Linked DNA regions of Mus musculus: regions 2 and 3 are each linked to region 1. Evidence: chromatin contacts called from public promoter capture Hi-C data. All regions are on one chromosome and are shown on one strand. The core of a region is the stretch at or near the end of the contact, and the rest is flanking DNA. Distances in the headings are between cores, read along the strand shown. Region 1 holds the start of Lsm11 (U7 snRNP-specific Sm-like protein LSM11). Region 2 overlaps Ebf1 (early B cell factor 1). Region 3 overlaps Dppa1 (developmental pluripotency associated 1).

Region 1 (4,090 bases), core at 1,064-3,563:
CACTCGGGATGTTGACGAAAACTTCCCAATTAGAGAATGTCACTGTCCTAAATGTTTTCAAATGTTTATGAGTTTAACCCTTACAGAGCCAGACAGTCACTATTACTGCTTTCACTAACCACGTTGGAAAATTCAGGCCCAAGGGTGTAACTTGCCTAAAATAAAACAGTCAGAAATGAGAGATGCCAGTGTTCAAACTTAAGTGAAGCCTATACACTATGAGAAGGGCTAACCTCTGCTATACATAAAGTGTACTGAATAACTTGAGTTTTCAAGATTGTGTAGTCATTCGTGCCCTTCCTTCAAATCCTAACATGGCCCTTGGAGAAACTCCTTAACAAATCTAACCCTGGTGCTTTGGTCACTTGCTTGCTTTCTGGAGGCTATTCTTTGCGGTATCCACCCATCTCTCGCGGTACTCCATCTGCTTCAGGGTTTCAGTGATGAGGGCTAACACCTTGAGTGAGGTCTTAACTCCAGAAATGAACTTAGTCGTGAGAGCCAGGTGGAGCTGGTCCTCTCACAGTCCTGAGAGCACAGGAAACCCAGAACTGCTCTCAAGTGTTTCCCGAGACAATCTTGGTAGCAAGGAGGTAGCAGGAATAAGTGTCACACTCTGAGACTTGGGTGCAATTCAATAACCTCACAGTGGCAACACACATAGGCAAAAAGAAAGTACTGTAGCAGCTTGTTCCAGAGCCAGGCACGCTCTGTCTTTCTGCTCCGGCTGTGAGAGCCAGCTCTGGGAAATCCTGGCTGTGCTGGGAGGATCTGGTACAGTATGCCAGCCCACAAAGGCTCCGGCAGCAGCGCACTGCTTTTCAGGGTCTTTCTCTCTTAATAAACAAATTTCTAGGAACATAACAAAACAAAATCTCTCACTGAGTTCACACCTTCCATTCCAAAAGAAGCCACTTTAACATTGTAACGATTTAATTAGCAGGCTACAGAAGCTATGACTGGCTAAGTAGGTCATTATGTTCACAGGGCAGATGTCATAACTATTTGATATAGCCCTAGGCTGTTTTTATTCCATTTAAACAAGATCTAAATAGCACATTAGAACCTTTGCTGTTTAAGGCTTCATTCATCCTGCGGATCTATTAGGAAGCTGCAAGAAATTCTCTTGTGCCATTTCTACCTTTAGAATTTTAAAACAACCTGCACACAGGGTAACCTGAGCCTGACAGATAGTCCTGCCCCAGCCAGCCAGTAGCTGTAAAACCGCACCTGTGTTTTGGTAGCATTCTGTGTCTGCGGCACTCCAACACTAGTGATTTAATGTGAACACAAGCCGATCAAGTCCCTGCAGCCCAGGCGGAAACGGCACCCCAGGCGGGGCTGTCAGTTCCCATGCTGGGATAGGAGACGTCTCTTGTGCTATTATGTGAACATATCCATCTCCTCACTCTCCACCTGACCCTCAAATCCCACACACCTTCAGACTGGCTGTGCTCCAACACAACTTCTGTACACCTCCTCAACTCCCTGCAGTGGTCCCCAAGACCTCTCATCATTTCTGCAGACCTCTGATGTTCGCCCCATCCCCCCAAACTGTCTACAAGCCCTACAATCGCTCCGTAAGCCTCATCACTACCGCAGCCCCTCTGCAGCTCCTCACTACCTGGGGGACATTCCTCCGGACATGATAGCCTGTGCAGATCTCCCCCACCCCCACCTCATCCCCACCGCCGTGGGTCGTCACTCTCCCTGTTCCTCAACTCGTGCACAGTCTCTGTGACTCACAGGTGACCGTGCCCGCGCCCCCACGGCCCTCGAGACTCCCGCAGACGCCCTTTGCAAGCCCTGCCTAGACCTCCGGCCGCCCCACAGCACTCACAAGGCATCCGCGTAAGCACATTGCGGGGTGCCTTCTTGCTGCGCCCCGGGCCCTGGCGTCGCGCTCCGGCCGTGCCGTCCGTGTCCTCCTTGACCACCATGAGCCGGCGCAGGCGCTGGATGCGCTCGGGATCCGGGGTGGGCGCGGCGCGGCGACGGGCCCTGGACGAGCTCCCGGCTCCCGTGGAGGTTCCGGTGGAGGTTCCCGCCGAGGCCGGCTCCCCCGTGCCCCGAGCCCGACCGCGCCCGGTGCGCCCGCCCTTCAGGAAGCTCTCGTACTCCGCCACGTTGTTGAAGCAGGGCGCGTTGGGGTAGGGAATGGGCGGCAGGCGAGGTGCGTACAAGGCCAGCAGCGGGTCGAAGCTGTAGGAGCTGACGTCCAGCCGCGGGCTGGGCGGGCTGGCTGGGCTGCCGGCGCGAGCCGACCTCGCCCCCCACTCGCGCTCCTCCATGTTTGAAAGGCCCGCAAGCAGAAGCCGATGGGCGGGAGGAAGGAGCCGAGCCGCCAGAGGGCGGCACTGCGCAGCCGCAGCCGCGGCTCAAGGGGACGCACTGCGCAGCCGCGGCCACCAGGGGGCAGCATAGATTCGCTCTGGAGAGCAGCAGGGGGCGTGGCGCAAGGCAGGGGCGTGCTGAGAGGCGTGACCTGCTCAGGCCTCGCTCCGCCTCCACAGACAGCAGACAGGTTGAGGCTGTCCTCTTGACCTTTTTGTTACTAAAGAAGATACTGTTTATTAGTTCTCGTTTCCCTCCCCCATTGATATTAACTATCTCTTCTGAATTTGAGATCTAACGTCAACAAAATATACAAGTAGGGACACATTATTCGAAAACAAAGCCAACATTTTGGAGGCAGTAACAATTAACCATTTATTTAGTAAAACTCACTGATATTCACAGACAGCTTAGAATGGTTGATGCTCCAGACTCGGGGGGTAGACCCCAAGAGCAGCATTTTAAAGTCCCAGGATGTTCTCTGTTGTTCGGCTTGAGCTGGAGGCAAAGGACAGGAAGACAAGACATATCCCATTTTTCATTCCTGTTAAGTATATTCCTGATGTGGATCAGGCTAGCCTGTCTAAGCTCAAATTACTGAGCCTCTTTTGAGTTCTTATTGTCGTCTGAAATATGACAGGAAGGGTACAGAGTATACAGTGGGTGCATGCTAGATGGTTGAGTGCTATAAAAGACGGGTGACTACATCCTCACTTCCTTTCCCTGCCCACTAAGTTTAGAGAACACTTGGTATCAAAGAAAAGAAAACTGACTCCTTGATGTTCTCCTGACTACTGCAAAATCCAAAGAATCAACACTATTTTTTAGCTCTAGTTCAGCAAAAACTCTTTAAGATATATTTCATGTGTATGCTTGTCGGCATGTATGCCTGTGCACTATGAGCAATCAGACATACACACAGAGGCCAGAGAATGCTGGATCCCCTGAGTTGTGCTCGTTGTGAGCTACCATGTGGGTTCTGGGTCTTCCTTCGGAAGAATAGCCATCTCTTCAACCCCAAAGGAATGGTTTTAAAAGTGAGACTCCTGGAGGTAAGTCCCTCCCCATCCAGCATAGCTGTCTTGCTTCTTGCCATCTCCAGCCACACAAGTCATTCTCCGAAGTGCCACCACCTTCTCAAAGTATCAACCGGCATTCAGCCCGCGCTAGCTGCTTTGGGGTCTTCTTTACTTTCTGTAAGTTTGAAAATGTGGCCCAAAAGAACACTTGACTATCTTTAAGACAGAGATGAAACTTAGCACACTGCCACCACCGTGTGAGCTGCATCGTAGGAGGGAAACACACAGACGAAATAAAGAGCAAGCTTTGGGTAGGTAATGGTACTTGATGACACTTGTGTTCAACCCCGGTTTATTGCTTTAAAAATCCCCTGCCTGCATGAAAACTTCCAGCACCATTCAATGACTGAAAACTTCCAGCACCATTCAATGACTATCTCAGGGCATGCCCAGAGGGAGACTTCCCTGGATCTGAAAGCACACACTTTCTCCAGCGGTTGTCAATGAAACTTGGGTCTTTATTCCCTACTTGGCCAATTTTGATATAACATGCTATCAACCTACCATTAAGTTAAATTTGCTCATCAGGAGCTAATGATCTTACTGCCTCTCTAGTATGCTGAGGGAATTGCTTGCCCAAAGTGCTATAATGTTCATAGCTGTGTATCAGAAACATTTGGGCTTTTAAAAAAATCACTGAAGAGTCCCAAACATCCACATGGATATCTTACATTGGC
Region 2 (4,090 bases), core at 914-3,413, 940 kb before region 1:
GCTGACCTCTGCCCTTCTGTTTCTGTATGTAGTTATAAATACTGTAGATTTCTTTTGTGATTTTTTTTTTGCCAAAGTTGTTTTATTTATACATTTTAATGTCTTAAGATTTTCGATCTCACACACGCAAAGAATTATACTGCATATTTTGCAAAGAAATAAAAAGCGCACTACCTTTAGCTTGCACATACTTGCAAAGTTAATTCAAAGGCTTTCTGTTTGTTTGTTTTAATGGGGATTTTGTAAAATATCCATATAAATAATGTATTTATCTTTGGAATTTGTACATTGCTTTTCTCTCCTTCCTCCCATCCCCCACCCCTAGTTTATTTTGTGTGTGTGTTTGCTTTGTGAACAGTGCGCAAGTATAGTTTGGTCACTTATAGTTGTATTAGCTGTTTCAATGTGATTTTTAAACAATTCATTTATAGGTATTTTTAGTATTGTTTTAAACCATGCTTCATTTTTTTATTTCCACCCAAAAGCCATTGTCTATTTTTGTATTATTTGTAAGTTAAGAAGTTTTTTCCAATATATGGCAAAAAAATAGTAGCATATTATTCTTGTAGTATTTAGTTCTGTAGATTTAAAAATAATGTACCCTTTGCTTTGGAAGCATACAAAAACGCTGTTTTACTCTAGTAATATGCATGGAATCTCTCCCTTTGGAGTGACGCATTTTGTGCATTAAATTTGGGGGAGAAACTTCATAGAGATCAATGAACATACTTTCTTTCTTAAGTCTGCTTGTATATTCTCTGTCTTTCACATAAATATAAACCAGCAGATTGGATGCCTTAACAATGCAAATCATATCCATTTCACCTGTACATTGTACTGTGCACCCCCCCCAACTGTCAGCCATCACTAACATTCTAAGAAAAAAAAAAAAGAAAAAGAAGAAAAAAAAAGAGAGAAATCGAAAAGCACAAAAGAACTGTTTTGTTACTTTAAGACAATGTTACTTTTTCTAGTAGAGCAAGAGAACATTAACAAAGCTGCGACTGTGCATGCCCGGATGGATTTCAACGGTTTTCACTAGACTGTCAGAGTGCGGATTTTTATGGGTTGGGGAGGGGAGGGGAGGGAAGTTGGGGGGGTTGGTAGGGGAGGGGAGGGAGGAAAGCTGATTTTTCATGGTGAGAAATAATAATAATGACAACTGATGATAATAATAATAATAATAAAAATAAAAAGAAACTGGAAAAAAATATAAGCAAGGTTTAGCATTGCTTCTCCGTACTCAGAAAGGTTGTCTGAATTCGTGTGGTAAGCGCTGGCCTCAAGATGTCTAACGTCTAAAGCCATATTTTGTCTGGTGAGCCAGACAACTGTCTGCAAAGGAACGAGCAGCAAGCCGGTGAGGTGTCCGGCTCAGACCCTGACAAAAGACGCCACCAATCTGTTAGCCACGTGCTGTGACGTGATGAGAACTTTACTGGAAAGCCCAAAGAGCCTTTAAAAAGAAAATGTGTATCAATTGTGTTTTGTTACTTCTGTTTGATTAGCCGATGGAGAAGTAGTTTGGTTTTAGGAACCACTTTCTTCTACACAAAATCTTGTTTTTAAGTCCCTTTAAGATATAGCCCCCTAAATACAGAATATGGCTTTTAAAAAGAAGATGGAGTAGAGAATTCAATTCAGATTTCCGTTTTGGGGGAAGAGCCCTGCCTCTGGATGACTGGATATGTCCACGCCATGCCCGGCCTCACAATGTAGGATGCAGCTCCATGAACTCATTCTGCAAATCTTTCACCTTCTTTTCAAACGTTTTCAATAGACACACACTGTACAATCCAATTGTTAGAGCACTCAACTACTGTAGAGATTGTTATATTTCATTCTTTTTTATTTCTTTCTTTCTTTTCTTTTCTTCTCCTTTTTTTTTTTCAAAAATTCAAACTGTAAAAAACTTTTCAACGTTCACGATATTTAATTAAAGTTACTTCCTGTCTGTGATAGCAGCTCCTAGTGGCGTGTTCATTTCTCTATGGCAGAAGAGAAGAGCAACACTCAATGGACTGCAAAAGGCCCGGGTTTGCTATTATTCGGGCCAGTGTTAACACCCAGAGAGAATTAGCCTAGGCCTGGGGCACCCACTTCCTTTCTTTGTAGGTCCCACCGGGATCTGCTAATTTGGAATGCAAATTGAACACGCACAGCGTACTGCTGCCCTCTGCTGGCATGAGCCAGGTGTGCACGTGCTGGCCCACATTGGTGGCAAGAGCCCCCAGTCCTATTGTCAGTGAACAGTGAGATTCCCCCCATGATAGGGGCTGAATTGGGAATCCAGGAACTGGTCATTCTAGAACACCATCCTCTGCCCTGGAAGGCTGAGCTAAACTCTTCCTATGCAACTGCTAATTAATCCCAGTGTGCCTCCTGGTCAATTAATTATGTGCCCTGGCTTGCTGATGAGACGTGTGACTAGAGAACATATATATATATATATATATATATATATATATATATATATATATATATATATATGTATATATATATATGTATATATATATATATATAAACTTTGTGTGGATAATAGTTTTTTTTTTCTTTTTCCTGGTTGACAAAACCACATCTGTCTGGAATTGAAAGTTACAGGCACTCAGTCGTTGTGCAAACTTCATAGGTCCACAGAAGATATACACACATCTGGGACCGGGTCATTTAAGGATACATCTTTCCATTGTACGTTCCATGTCTTCACTAATTTTGCAATGACTGGACACGATGAGGTTAATGGCGCTTACAAAATGCCTCGACCAACAGAAACTCCATGGCCAGACCTAAGAGGGTGTCCCATAACCACCAGCACATTCATTTGTGGGAGGCACTGCTATGGCACTACCCTGAAATACAGCCCAAGGTAAGGTCATGAAAGGCCACCCCATGTAAGCCAGAACATACAGAAGCTGCTGTCCTGTCTCCATGGAGACTCCTACCTGATCAGCTTGGCCATCCCCTATTTTTTCAATTCTGTATCAGTTGCAGAGGAGAAACACTGAGCAAAAGGTTCAGGATGACTTCAGGATGCATGTGGTGCCAGACAAGACAACCCGCTTCCACGTCATCCATGTCTATGATGCTTAAACTGCAAGAGGCAGACATATGCCAGAGCTCCACAGAATAAAAACAGATAACCACACTCTGAATTGGCTTAGAACTCCGTAAGGCCTACCTCTTGACAGCATTCATTCATTCATTCATTCATTCACTCATTCATTCATTTGTTCCCTTAAACCTCAAGCATTTGGCATGCCTATGACCCTTGATGAGGAGTAGTGGACCCATTCGTAAGAACACTGGCATTGTTCCCACTCTTGGCGCTTACAATAGAAAAATTGACATAAACCCACAACACACATAACATCTAACGAGGGTATTGAGGTCCGAGTCAAGAATGCTTTGAAGGTATAACATCGTGAGGTCTGACATAATCTAAGGACTTTCTGGAAAAGTCTTCTAGAGAAAGTAGTAGTTGAGCTGAGGCAGAAAGAGTGAGCAGCCGAGGCAGAATGGCTGACAGTGTGATGACTGAACTTGAAGTAAGATGAAGGGCACCCAAGAGCAGAGAGACTGTGTGAGTGGAGTGCACAGATGCCCACAGTGACTTTGTGGGGCACAACGACTCCAATTCACAGCATATTCTGGGCACCTAGCATGGGTTTGGTGTGTTAGATGCTAAGGAGCCAATCAGCTGAGGTGCCTTCACGCAGAGCCTCTGACAAACTCACAAACTCACGGTCCCTGAATGTTCACAAAGGCGGTGGTGTATTTAAATCTGGCAAAATTCCTTGGGGTTAAGCTGACAGGCAGAGAGAAGGAGAGACAGAGAGACACACATAGATAGACAGAGAGAGACAGAAAGAATTTATCCATGAGAGAGAAAAGGAGGGAGGGATGGGAGAAGGGAGGGAGTGAAGGGGAGGCAGGGGCTGGATACAGCCACCAGCAATCACATGCTGCATCTGAAGTGAACATATGGCCAGAGTTGCTCCAGACAATTTGCCCTCACCAGAATGTATGGTCTTCACATCCTTTGGTCACTTTAGGACTTGGTAGATTTCTTTTCTCCAGCATTTGGAGTTGA
Region 3 (4,090 bases), core at 491-2,990, 680 kb after region 1:
AAGTTATGCCCCACTAACCTAGATCCCTACCATCCTCATCACCTATCCTAGATCAACGATCTACCTAAGTCTGGCTAGTAGTGAATCTCCTGGGAGTCTGATAGAGATGGGTGTCTTCCATCTTAAGCTCTTGCCCAGCAGAGATTGCACATAAAAAGGTTGGGGAATCACAGGAATTATGAAGCTATTGTTTGGATCCAAGTTAACCTGTTCACCTAGATTGTACTTTTAAGACTGCCTTGCCTGGGCGGTGGTGGCACACGCCTTTAATCCCAGCACTTGGGAGGCAGAGGCAGGCCAATTTCTGAGTTCGAGGCCAGCCTGGTCTACAAAGTGAGCTCCAGGACAGCCAGGGCTACACAGAGAAACCCTGTCTCAAAAAACAAAAAACAAAAAACAAAAAACCAAACCAAAACAAAACAAAAAAGACTGCCTTGTTGTCCTGTGTGTCTTATAGCATCTCACGAGAAGGACTCTGAGCCCTGGAACACATAGGTTTCACCTTGTTTGTGAGTAGGCATGTGTGCAGGTGTTGGAGAAGTGCTATTCACCATGTTTCTCTTATACTGGGGAAAAAAAGCCATAGAAGACTGTGTCTACTCTCTATCCAAAAGTACTAATTCTTTGTGTTGGGCTTTGCATGGGAACTTTCATGGGATGACTAGGTTAGTTAGCCTTCAGCTATGATGCAGTGCTGTATGCTGTGTCCTCCCAGGACTGGCTGCATTGAATATGCTGAGCCTGTAATTTGTGGGTGAAGTCAGTCATTTACCAGTGAAAGGTACAAAATCTCTCCCAGCCCCCATACCTTCTCTATATCACAGATGCTTAGAGACATCTGAGGATCTGACTCCTGCCATTTATAAAGTGTTTCCATAGGAACCTGGGCTCAGTTCTCATCTCCATGTTGTCAGTGCAGCTGCCTCCTATGGGTGAGCCTGTCTATTCTCACCCTCCCTGCCATGTCCTTGTTGGTCACTGACAAAGAACAGAAGCTCAGGAGAGGAGCCTCTGCCTGGGCGCAGCCCCTCACTGCTGTGCTATGGAGCAGGCACAGCCTCTCATTGCTGTGCTATGGAGCAGGTGTAGCAAAAGACTCTTTCTTCTTGCTCAGCTTTCCCTTGCTTTCATATTGATTTCTTCTTGAAAGCACACAGCACTGTATCATAGCTGAAGGCTAATTAGCCTAGTTGCCCCATGAAAGTCCCTATGCAAAGTCCAACACAAATAATTGGTACTTTTGGATAGAGAGTAGACACAGTCTTCTATGCTTTTTTTTCCAATATAAGAGAAACATAGTGAATATCGCTTATGCAAATATTTTGGTACAAGGAGTTTCAGAATTTGGGTATTTCGGAATTTAAAAAAAATTTATACATGGCTTACAGATGGTACTCAAGTCTAAATATGGATAGATGTAGCTTTCATATGCATACAGTTCATATTCATAGCTTACATGTACATTTATAAACCACTGATAATTCTGCATATAAATACTTTATGGAACTCAGTTTTCTAGGTGTTTTTATCAAGGCAATGCCCAAGAGATTTTATAGCTTGAAGTACTGCATATTTGCTACTGGGCAATGCAGGTTCAACCTGTAACTCACAAATCAGGAAAATCAGAAGTGCTGTATGAATCCAAATACTGTACTGATGGTCTGAGAGTGCACAGAGATCCTAGACAGGAAGTAACAGGAAACGGTGCCTGGAAGAAACAGTGAGTGAGGGCTCCAGCTGGAGCACACACTGCTCTGCCGGCTGTCACGGTTCCCCGGAAGCAGCAGCAGTCACTCCTGACTCTGCCAACTACAAAAGAAAACCCAGGAACTCGGACCAACTGCTCTGAACACTCTTCTCCTTAATGGATGTGATGTGAAAAATGTGTTCACCTGTTACATGCAGGAAGCTAATGGAGGTAGGGCTCAACCCACTTCTAAGATTTATAAAAGTTGTATTTACTCACTTATTTTCATTTCTTGCTCTCTTTCTTCTCCCCTTCCCTCCTTTGTTTGTATGTGCGCATAATTTTCCATGGGCAAAGTGTTGAGGTCAGAGGTCAACTTGAGAGAGCTGATTCTCACCTTCTAGCAACCAGCTTGCAAGAATTGAACTCAGGTAATCTAGCTCAGTCATGGGCACCTGTTCCCACTGAGCCATCTTGCTGGCCCTCACTCCCCTTTCCCTTAAAGGGACACCTAAGTAATGGGTCTATTGGGTTCAGGAACCAACAACTAGGTGTTGAGGGGCAAGCACTCCTGTCACTCAGTGTGAAAGATAGTGAGGGCAACACAGCAGGCAATGGGTGTGGCTGAGGTGCAGTAAATCTATTCATACCACTAGGTACAAACTATTCACACAATTAGATTCAAACGATTAGATTGCTAGTCCAATATAATGTATGGACAGAGGCATGAAAGCAATTCAAACCCTCCCTGAACAGTAAAAATTTAGTGGAGAAAGAAGCAATCATGCAAACAACAACAACAACCCTCCCCCCAAACAACTGAAAACCAAGAAAACTGAAAACCCTAATCAAGAGGTCAAAATGGGAACAACAAGCAGAAAGAAAACAACCATCTCAGGAGCTCCTCTTTGCTTGCTCTGTGACATTTTTTCTCCCAGGTAGATGGGAAAGTGCATTGGAGCTGATGAAGGTCCCGGGACAGCAGAAGAGTCAGCTCAGAGTGCTTAAGTCATGAGAAATTATACAAAGTGGTTGTTAGGGATCAGATAGCATCTCTTGTGGGCCCAGTGAGGAGCCAAATAGAGGACTTTTAAACACTGACGAGTGAAAGAATTTCTAAGCTTGATAACAACTCACTATTAATGATTCCAAGCCGCTGTGCACAGTGACACGGGCTTTGTTCCCATTAGTCAAAAGACAGGTTAACTCTCTAAGGATGATATCCTCCAGATACATCCATTTGTCCAAGAATTAGATATGCACCCACTGATAAGTGGATATTAGCCCAGAAACATAGAACACCCAAGATACAATTTGCAAAACACAAGAAAATCAAGAAGAGGGAAGACCAATGGGTGGATATTTTATTCCTCCTTAGAATAGGGAACAAAATACCCATAAAGGAGTTACAGAGACAAAGTTTGGAACTAAGACGAAAGGATGGACCATTCAGAGACTACCCCACCCGGGGATCCATCCCATAATCAGCCACCAAACCCAGACACTATTGTATATGCCAGAAAGATTTTGCTGAAGGGACCCTGTTAAAGCTGTCTCGTATGAGGCTATGCCAGTGCCTGGCAAATACAGAAGTGGATGCTCACAGTCATCTATAAGACGGAACACAGGGCTCCCAATGGAGAAGCTAGAGAAAGCACCCAAGAAGCTGAAGGGGTCTGCAACCCTATAGGTGGAACAACAATATGAAGTAATCAGTATCCCCAGAGCTCATATCTCTAGCTGCATATGTAGCAGAAGATGGCCTAGTCGGCCATCACTGGGAAGAGAGGCCCCTTGGTATTGCAAACTTTATATTCCCCAGTACAGGGGAATACCAGGGCCAAGAAGCAGGAGTGGGTGGGTAAGGGAGCAGGGCGGGGGGAGGGTATAGGGAACTTTCGGGATAGCATTTGAAATGTATATAAAGAAAATATCTAATAAAAAAAAAAGAAAAAAAAGGCAGAAAAAAAAAAAGAAAAAAAAAGGACAGGGGCAGTTGGATTAGAGAGTTTCCAGGCACCCTGATCTACTTGAGTAGAGAGCAAGGCCATCTGTACCGCACAGTGATATTCATCCTCAAAATAAAATAGATAAATAAAAAACACAAGTAACAACTGCCAAGACGGAACAATTACACAGTGATGTTTAGAATTAAAAAAAAAAAAATAGGGACAAGTTAGTATTGGTTCCTATTGTCACTGTTAACTCTTAGTAAAGGACGTTAGGAAACATCACCAAAAGAAATCACATCCTCATGATTCAATTCCTTTGAGAGGACAGATTTAGCCAGAGCCAGGCTGACTCCATGACTGGCCACAAACTGACAGTTTGGGAGACTAGGCCTAAGTTTCTGTTTCCCACAACTGGAAAAGTCCAAAACAAGTGAATTCCAGGGAAACCCAC

The links. Promoter capture Hi-C pulls out the DNA fragments that hold promoters and counts their contacts.
Region 2: a contact with region 1 is called in a promoter capture Hi-C map of pre-B cells, with 2.9 times the contacts expected there. The contact joins the enhancer-like site here to the promoter of Lsm11 in region 1. A contact is called at or near these places in 7 of 39 promoter capture datasets (the C10 cell line, frontonasal cranial neural crest, hippocampal neurons and 4 more) and 4 of 115 datasets of contacts at active chromatin or transcription factors (astrocytes, bone marrow-derived macrophages, embryonic forebrain and 1 more).
Region 3: a promoter capture Hi-C map of hippocampal neurons shows a contact between it and region 1, with 2.2 times the contacts expected there. The contact joins the enhancer-like site here to the promoter of Lsm11 in region 1.

The regions. Positions count from the first base shown.
Region 1 is chr11:45,942,622-45,946,711 of GRCm38.p6, forward strand. It overlaps Lsm11 (U7 snRNP-specific Sm-like protein LSM11), which reads right to left and starts at 2,314. Exons shown (of 4, transcript NM_028185.2): 1 at 1,841-2,314. The coding sequence starts at 2,291. Thg1l (tRNA-histidine guanylyltransferase 1-like (S. cerevisiae)) reads right to left here. Exons shown (of 6, transcript NM_001080969.3): 6 at 2,684-4,090.
Region 2 is chr11:45,006,133-45,010,222 of GRCm38.p6, forward strand. Ebf1 (early B cell factor 1) reads left to right here. Exons shown (of 16, transcript NM_007897.3): 16 at 1-1,964. Among named protein-coding and RNA genes, the nearest start is that of Gm51859, 80 kb to the right of the region's middle. Within about 2 kb of position 2,164, at least 28 of the 459 cell types and tissues checked have an H3K27ac peak or open chromatin away from gene starts, as enhancers often do. A contact at or near this core is called in pre-B cells, where this site is marked.
Region 3 is chr11:46,619,206-46,623,295 of GRCm38.p6, forward strand. The region is part of intron 2 of Dppa1 (developmental pluripotency associated 1); the gene reads right to left. Among named protein-coding and RNA genes, the nearest start is that of Dppa1, 8.0 kb to the right of the region's middle. Within about 2 kb of position 1,741, at least 3 of the 459 cell types and tissues checked have an H3K27ac peak or open chromatin away from gene starts, as enhancers often do. A contact at or near this core is called in hippocampal neurons, where this site is marked.